3 separate regions of the Zea mays genome follow, and all the other regions are linked to region 2. A link is a contact called in public Hi-C data. All regions are on one chromosome and are shown on one strand. The core of a region is the stretch at or near the end of the contact, and the rest is flanking DNA. Distances in the headings are between cores, read along the strand shown. Region 1 holds the start of LOC100383525 (putative DUF869 domain containing family protein). Region 2 holds the start of LOC542105 (GCK-like kinase MIK). Region 3 overlaps LOC100193955.

Region 1 (2,700 bases), core at 101-2,600, 340 kb before region 2:
TAAAATTGAGCTTTTGCACTCTCCATCCGTTCCCCGTTCTATTGTTACTTGAGTTACATTTTCATTAGGTTGCTAATTTTGCACTCTAAAATAAAAAAATTTGGTTTGTATTATGTGGCAAGCTATTTTTTATAGTACCATAGCAGAATTAATTCATCTATATTACAATTTTAATTGAAGACATGATTGCTTTTCAAAGTTTGGAACGAGCTTTTTAACCGCAACAACTTAAATATATGCTATTGGAGCTGGAATTACCGTGGCTGCTGGCACCAGACTTGCCCTCCAATGGATTCTCGTTAAGGGATTTAGATTGTACTTATTCTAATTACCAGACACTAACGCGCCCGGTATTGTTATTTATTGTCACTACCTCCCCGTGTCAGGATTGAGTTTTGGTATAACTGGAATGGGATTTCTTCGACCGCGCAGGTGGACACCGTGGTTGTGGAAGGCAACATACTGCTTTACATGTAGGAGTCCAGTGTATGGTACTCGGCTCGGCGTCCTTCAGCCGGTTCCGAAGGTGAGTTTTGGTTTTTCATTTATGGAAGAAATTCTGCATTTTTTGCTCAATCGATCTCTACATTAACGTGTATTCTATCGTACCAAATATCCTCGGTGTAAATGCATTATGTAATAAGTGTGGTAAGTATTAAACAACTTTATTTTTTAGACCTTTCCCTATATATATAAAATAACTTAAATATCAACTACTATTTATATATTATAATAAAGCGCGCCCGAGGGCGCGCGTCAAGCTACTAGTATCAATTAGGAGTATAAAATATAGACTTAATTAAGTTTAATAAATTCGTCTCATCTTTTAGTCGTTATCTATGTAATTAATTTTATAATCAGACTTTATTTAATATCCATAATTATTATTCAAATATTCGATGTGATATAAACTAAAATTTAGCTTGTATAACCAAACACCGAAAACTTACTTAAATTTCCTTCGAGATTCTCGAAGATCGATTAAAAACTAAGCTAATTTACCTCTCAAACTAGCTCTAAAAAACATCATATGGAACATCTCAGCATTTTTCTGTTTTTTTTCTTCGCACAGATGCACGTACACACGTGTGCGTTTTGAAAAGGAAGAAACCAAACGTTATGGTCACCGTGCAAACTTACTGCAGCACTCTCACACACACGGCCAGCGCCGTGTACGTGTACGTCGGCGTCGCGGCGACCACGATCCACGAAGCCTCCATTTCTGATTCTGAAACGCCCACGGCTTCGGCGCCTCTGTCGCCCTGTCTGTCTGTCTGTCTGTCTGCCTGTCCGTGCTGACGGACGGTTTTAAAAGGGCCGGTGCGGCGTAAAGGATTCTCGGGTCGGCGAGCAACCGCAGCGGAGACATGCCCCGTTGCACAGGGGCTGGGGTTGTGCCGCGCCGAGGAGGAGCCGGGAGGCGGTGACGAACGCAACGGAAGCCGCGGGCGGCGGGTCTTGTTGGCAGAGGGCGACCGCGTGGTTCCGGGGTCTTGTTGGGCGGCGGATCGTGTGGGATTGAGGTGAGTTGGAACTTCCCATCCCGTTTCTTTCATGGAGGACTTGTCCTGCTGCTACTCGGCGCTCTCTCTTCTCGCCGACTCTACTCTGCTCGCGCTTCTTTTTATCGGCGGTGTGCCGTGTGCGCGAGCGGTGCCGCGGTGGGGGTACAGTGGCGCCCGAATTGTGCGCGGTTTCTTGGTGAGTTTTTGCTTTCTTTCCTGCGGACCCAAGCGAAGTGATTCGGCTTCTTCTTCTTCTCCTCTCGGTTCCGATCGACGACGGGTACGGTTTCTACGAAGGGGCGCACACGCGTGATTCGTGAGCATGAGGATCGGCCTGCGATTGAATTGGGGGCGTTTAAGTTTGAAGACAAAATTGTGGAAGTCCGTCCGTGGATACTGACGGTTGGTTATGTGTTGGTTTCAGCGAAGATCGTCGTCAACTTTCGGCGCTCGCTGGGGGCGCAGGGCGGGGAGGAAAGCAGATAGGGCACGGAAGGATCGGCATTGAGGCAGGCGTCCGGAGATGGACCGTCGGAGCTGGCTGTGGCGGCGCAAGTCGACGGACAAGAGCCCCGCAGAGACGGAGACCTCGGCGTCCTCGGCGTCCGAGAGGATCACTGATGAACAGGTGCACAGTTTTTGCCTCCTCGCCTCTCTTCTCACCCTACGAAAGTATAAGTCCTGCATTTCTATGCAATGACATGCTCAGGTTTAGATGGAATCCACTTCTCCGTGTTTCCGGCGCCGGCGATTGCGCCGGCGCCGTTTAGTCGGATGCTGACGAATTCAGGACAGACAACAGTAGCAGCAGTCTTGGCATTGAAGAATACCATATCCCCAGACAGTAGGAGTGAACCGCAAGCAAGCATTGCAGTGCGTTCATTTGACTTTCCCAGTCCTGGCTGCAACTGCAGTCCTTCAGGTCATGTAGCATGTGAGGTTTCATTCAGCCAGTGCCACAGACCTGTACTCCGGTAGTCTATCAGACTATCACCAAGTCGCAACACAAAAAAGGCCTCCAAAAATGCAAAGCCCCAGAAGCACTAGAGTGGGATTGCCGACCGACGAGACGAGACAGATTCCTCGCTGTTCATGGCACTGAATTCGGATGCTGTGGCAGTATAGGGACCCCTGTATTGTACTGTGCCTTCAGATGCTTAACTTCTTGCCTGCCAAAAAAAAACAGGATAGTCGC
Region 2 (2,700 bases), core at 14-2,513:
ATGGGTGACTCGACGGGGTTATTTTTTTGTTGCGGGTATGGGTATGGGATAGTAATATATTTACCCATTGTCATCTCTAATAATATAGGAAGACCTTAACCGACTCTGATTAAAGATAGGATAGAATCAGATTGATAGCAGAGTTAGAATTAGAGTCGGTTAAAGAGGTGTTTGGTTCCCCTGACTAAAGTTTAGTTCGTATCACATCGGATATTTGAATGCCAATTACGAATATTAAATATAGTTTAATTACAAAACTAATTATGCAGATAAAGACTAAACTGTGAGACAAATTTATTAAGCATAATTAATTCATGATTAGCAAATGTTTATTGTAGCATCACATAGGTAAATCATGGACTAATTAGGCTTCATAAGTTCGTCTTATCGTTTAGTCCCCATCTGTGTAATTAGTTTTGTAGCTAGAATACATTTAGTACTTTAACTAAATCTAAACAACCGATGTGACAGGACTAAAATTCAGTCACCTGGATCCAAACATCCCACCCCCTAAGGTAGTTGTACCCGAGTTGAACTCTCTGTCATGTTGTAATCCTGATATTCTGCCCTATACATACTCAGATCCTCTCGGCCTAATAGGTTTTTTTGCAATGTCAACTTCTATGTGCATTATATGTTAAGTAAAAACAGGTATTTTGGGAAATGATACAAGTACATAGCAGAACTTTTCATTTCACGTACTGATGATTGTTTCTAGTCCAAAGGGAAGACCCTTTTACATAGAAGTAGCATATGAAAGTTGTCTGGGTTGTGAATTACAAAAAAAAAATCCCCGATTGACACGCTGACACAGCTTGTTCCCAACGCCCAAATCCCACACTGAGCAAACAAACTGCGTCATTTCCCTTTAGATCCCGATGAACTCCACCAATGGCACGGAACTAACTCGGACATGCAGATGGATAGCATCACAGACGCTACCAAGCTGGCCGCTCGATCAACTATCTACCAACACTCGACGCACGAATTACCCGCTGGACCCAGCCCCAGCGCCCGAATCCGCAATGCCGCTCGACCCGAAGCTAAATTAACGGCTAAATCAAGCGTGGCCGCCGCCTGCCGTGCATGAGCTCAAAATCCGCGCGAAGGCAACGAGAGGGAAAGGAAATTTAGGGACTGCCGAACGGGAGTGGGGGCGTCATCCGTACCCTTTATAGACGTCGCCGAAGGAACCGCAGCCGATGAGGTCGCGGCTGCTGAACCGCGCCTCGATGGCGGCCGCCATCGATGCCGAGTCCGACATCCTTCGTTACCCCTAGATCCGGCCGCGGCCGCCGCCGTGCTAGGATATTAGAGATCAGGAATCGTTGCTGCGTTCGCTCGCCGTCTTCCTCCCGCCTCTAGGGTTTGGATTAGGGCGGCGTTCGTCTCGCGCTACACGCTGCTTCCGGTACCGCTCATTTCGAGAGGTCGCGAGATTTGTCGTTGGTCCCTGGTTCGTGTCTGTTCGGCCGGGAGGTGGAGATGGTGGGGCCGCGTCGGAGGGGCTGGAGATGGGGGTAGGGAGGTCAGGACTCGTGTTTGAATGCTAGTAGATAGGGTATGTTTGGTTCGAGAACCTGGTTGTGGACAATTTAAGTATCGTATAGATTATGTGGAGAAAAAGATAGAAAGTTTCATAGTCTTTATGATCTAGAAAAAAAGTGGATTCCTTCTATTATGACTACTCGATCAATTGTGTATTCGCACTGATTTTGAACGGTTTTCACCAAATGTTTCGGTGACAATTAATGAGCAAGAAAGGATGAAAGTGATTCCTTATGCTTCGGCTATAGGTTCCATCATGTATGCAGTGCTATATACACACTCAGATGTCTTGTATGTTGTAAGTGGTACGAGCAGGTATCAATCAAACTATGATGAAGCTCACTCTACAGCTATAAAGAACATCCTTGAGTATTTAAGAACTAAGGATGTGTTCTTAGTGTTTGGTGGTGAGAAAAAACTCATTGTAACTGATTACACTGATACTAGCTTCTATATAGACGTAGATGATTCTAGATCGCAATCCGGTTTTGTTTTCTGTGTCAATGGTGGAACGGTGAGTTGGAGGAGTTACAAACAAGATACAGTAGTAGATTCGACGCGGAAGCTGAGTATATTGCAGCTTTAGAAGCTGCAAAAGAGGTTGTTTGGATCAGAAAATTTGTTTTTTATTGGGTGTTGTTCATAGTGCGCCCAGCTCAGTGGATCTCTATTGTGATAATAGTGGAACCATTGCACGGGCTAACGAGCCTAGATCACACCAAAAGACCAAACATATATTAAGTCGATGTCACCTCATTCGCGAGATCACTGGACGAGGTGATATAAATATTTGCAATGTGGATTAAATGTTGCAGATCCATTGACGAAACCTCTTTCATAAGTAAATTGTGAGGCACACATAAGATCAATGGGTATAAGGTGCTTACATCAGTTATTTTAGTGTGAATGTGTGAGAGGCTTATGTCATGACTATGTCTATGTACTATTGAATAAAGTATTGTTTAATAACTAACATTTAGATCGATTATCAAGTATGTGACTTGTTCGTAAAACTCTTTGTTGATTATGGTGTTATTCTACATAATCCATATTCCATATCGTTGTATGAAATAATGAGTATGCACAGAGTAGCACATGTATTAATTAAATGTTTTACGGATCATGGATATAGATATATCAGATTAATAATGT
Region 3 (2,700 bases), core at 62-2,561, 420 kb after region 2:
AGGCACATAAAGCACGCGCTAGCTGCATGCGAGTTGCGACGCAGGGAAAGATACAAAGGAGGCAGCCGCAGCGAAAAGACTGCGGCCGCGACGCGTTGTAAAAGATGGCTTCGTTTTACTGCGGCGCGCGACGGGCGAAAGCGTATGGCGTATAACTATATGGTGATCGGGTGTGCACGGCGTGGTGCATGCAAACCCTCGCGGGGGCACGTACGGCGGAATAATTGGAGCTCTGAATTTGATGTGTGACTAGACGCATGGTACCAGCCCTGATCTGGCCGTGTCAGCCCTGGCCGGGGGGTCGGGTCTCGGTGCGCGGTACCGCCGGACCGCCCAGCCACACCGCGGGACGGCGGGAGCAACTAGTGTTACAAATCCACCGGCCGGCCGGGGCCGGGGCTTCGAATTCATGTCTCTGTGCACGCACACCGCATGCATATACTAGTCCTGCTTTAAAAAAATGGATTCCCCCACCCTAGCTATCTCCTGCGCACTGTGCAAGCTTCCACTCATTTTGTTCTGGGTTACCGCGCCGTCCCTATGGGCTATGGGTGGTGTTGTGTTGGTGGGCAGAGCGAGCCGCACCGCATGCATCACGTACAGCGGCTGGTGGCCTGGCTGCCTAGCCAATCGAGGGCCGAGACCACCATGTATGTGCCTCTCTGGCCGTCTGGCACATAGCTGCCGGCCGGCCGGTGCAGCTAACCGCGGCACGGCATCGATGCTGCCAAAACCCGGCCGGTAAGATCCGTCCCCGGGGGCCACGTTTTACTGCGCACCCACCACGACTACACGTACTACGGTCGTGGGCCTGCCGCGGTTTTTTCCTGCCGCGAATGATGGATGGGGGTGGGAGACACGGCCCGGCCGGTCCCCGGCTCAGAAGATGGTCGCAGCAGCTTCCACCTGGGCCCCCCGCTGCCCCGTCCCGGCATGCATGCGCACCGCCGACCCCTGCTTGCCTGCCTGCTCGGCCTCAGGCAGCCACAGCAGCGCCTGTCTCTCTCGGCGCTCTACTCTTCCTTTCCTTCGTTCATCGCGCGTTGGCGCCAGCAGGCGCAAATCCCCAATCCAAAAAAAACAAACACGGTGAAATTTCAACCCCACCTATCGCAACTCCATGTGTGTTTATGCGGGCATATACAGACACACAACAGCTGAACAACATCAGAACTGATCTATCATGCCTTCAGTAGTGTTCTGTTTATTAGGAAAACACCAAAGCACGTCTTCTTGCGTGGAACAAGCGTACTGATTCCTTGGGCTACGTGCGCCGCCCCACATGCTCCTCCCCTTCCCGTCTCCACTCCACTCAACTCACCAGTGGCGTGGTGGGGCCAGGGTACGTGTCACGCACCAATACACCGCAAGCAACGTGTTGGGCCACTGTCTCGATGGCTCCATCAGACAGACAATCACACTCCACTCATACATACTGTACAGGCGAGAGGGAGAGAGAGATCCTATCATCAGTCATCCTAATCGCCGGTCCGTCACTCTTGATTTGCGGTCCAAGACGCCCACGGTGACTAAACAAGGGACAGCATCATCAATTACCGGGCGATGAAATGGGGCGCGCAGGCGCAGACATGCCGTCCCTGGCAGCCGACATGTCAATCCCCCCGGCGCCTTGACGCAGATCGATCACTCATCGCTCGCCGGCCCGCCCACTAGAAGCGGTCGCGCTCAGGCCTTCAGGTCTCGCAATTCCCGGAGATTCTCGGGGACACTAGCGCCTCACCCTGCCACCCATCCATCCATCCACCCCGCAGCCCGGCGATTGCGATGTGATCCGGTGCTTCTGCTGCGCCTGCGCGGCAGCAGCGCACCGCACGTATCGACACGCACGATCGACAGTAGATTAGGTACGAGAGCGAGACAGAAGAACATGCCTCCCCATTCTTTCACCCACTAGTGCATGTAGTGTAGTATATATACTACGTGGTACCAGCAGGAGGACAAGTATAAGTCAGCCACGCCAAAGTACTAGCAGGACCAGTCTGCGGTATGCATGCACAGCTCAGAACGCCGATCTCGAATCCTGATAGGCGCAGCTGGGCAATCAATATCAGTGTCTGTTCCCGCCTCTCAGCACAAGCAGCCAAGCAGAAACCACCAGGCACATCAGGGTAGGATGAATATGTGTGAGCAGCAGCAGGCTTGTTACCTTGCTTCACACACAACGGGGTTTCCTTGTTATGTATATGATATGATCATACTTGGGTTCAGTTTTCACAACCTTTCGGTAAAACACCAGATCGGTTAGTGTTGCCTCTATCAAAGGAAAATCATCTTCAGACATCTCTCTCTCTCGCTTGCATCTCACCATCTACTGCCGCGAGTTAGTAATCATCTTGAAATAGAAAAAGAAAAGGTAGCTAGGCAACCCTAAACCATGTATTGCATCCCCACCTGCATCAGCCTCGTGTGGGGTATGCTCAGTGTCGCGATGCCCCTCCTGCAGTTCCTCCTCAGGAAAGCATAGAAATAGTTGATCACCAGCTTCTTGACGAAGAACGACTCTTTCCGGGCCCTGATGTCTCCGTGCCCAAGAAGGTACACCACGCCCGACTCCTTGGCCTTGTGGATGAAAGATAGCTCGTTGTCCATGCTTGATCCCTCCTCCAACGACATGCTTGATCCCAGGGCTGAGTTGTCAGCACCGCCTGACTCGTCAATAACTCTTGATGATGAAGAAGC

What was found. A called contact is a pair of places that touch in the nucleus more often than the background predicts.
Region 1: a contact with region 2 is called in a Hi-C map of leaf, with 5 times the contacts expected there. The contact joins the promoter of LOC100383525 here to the promoter of LOC542105 in region 2. A contact is called at or near these places in 3 of 25 Hi-C or Micro-C datasets (endosperm, leaf and tassel).
Region 3: a contact with region 2 is called in a Hi-C map of tassel, with 3 times the contacts expected there. The contact joins the enhancer-like site here to the promoter of LOC542105 in region 2. A contact is called at or near these places in 2 of 25 Hi-C or Micro-C datasets (ear and tassel).

The regions. Positions count from the first base shown.
Region 1 is chr7:160,429,057-160,431,756 of Zm-B73-REFERENCE-NAM-5.0, forward strand. It overlaps LOC100383525 (putative DUF869 domain containing family protein), which reads left to right and starts at 1,351. Exons shown (of 5, transcript NM_001176173.1): 1 at 1,351-1,523; 2 at 1,930-2,133. The coding sequence starts at 2,029.
Region 2 is chr7:160,764,722-160,767,421 of Zm-B73-REFERENCE-NAM-5.0, forward strand. It overlaps LOC542105 (GCK-like kinase MIK), which reads right to left and starts at 1,264. Exons shown (of 20, transcript NM_001111738.1): 1 at 1,170-1,264. The coding sequence starts at 1,264.
Region 3 is chr7:161,180,265-161,182,964 of Zm-B73-REFERENCE-NAM-5.0, forward strand. LOC100193955 reads right to left here. Exons shown (of 10, transcript NM_001359359.1): 10 at 2,175-2,700. The coding sequence ends at 2,389. Among protein-coding and RNA genes, the nearest start is that of LOC100193955, 9.6 kb to the right of the region's middle. Within about 2 kb of position 1,312, at least 20 of the 20 cell types and tissues checked have an H3K27ac peak or open chromatin away from gene starts, as enhancers often do. A contact at or near this core is called in ear and tassel, where this site is marked.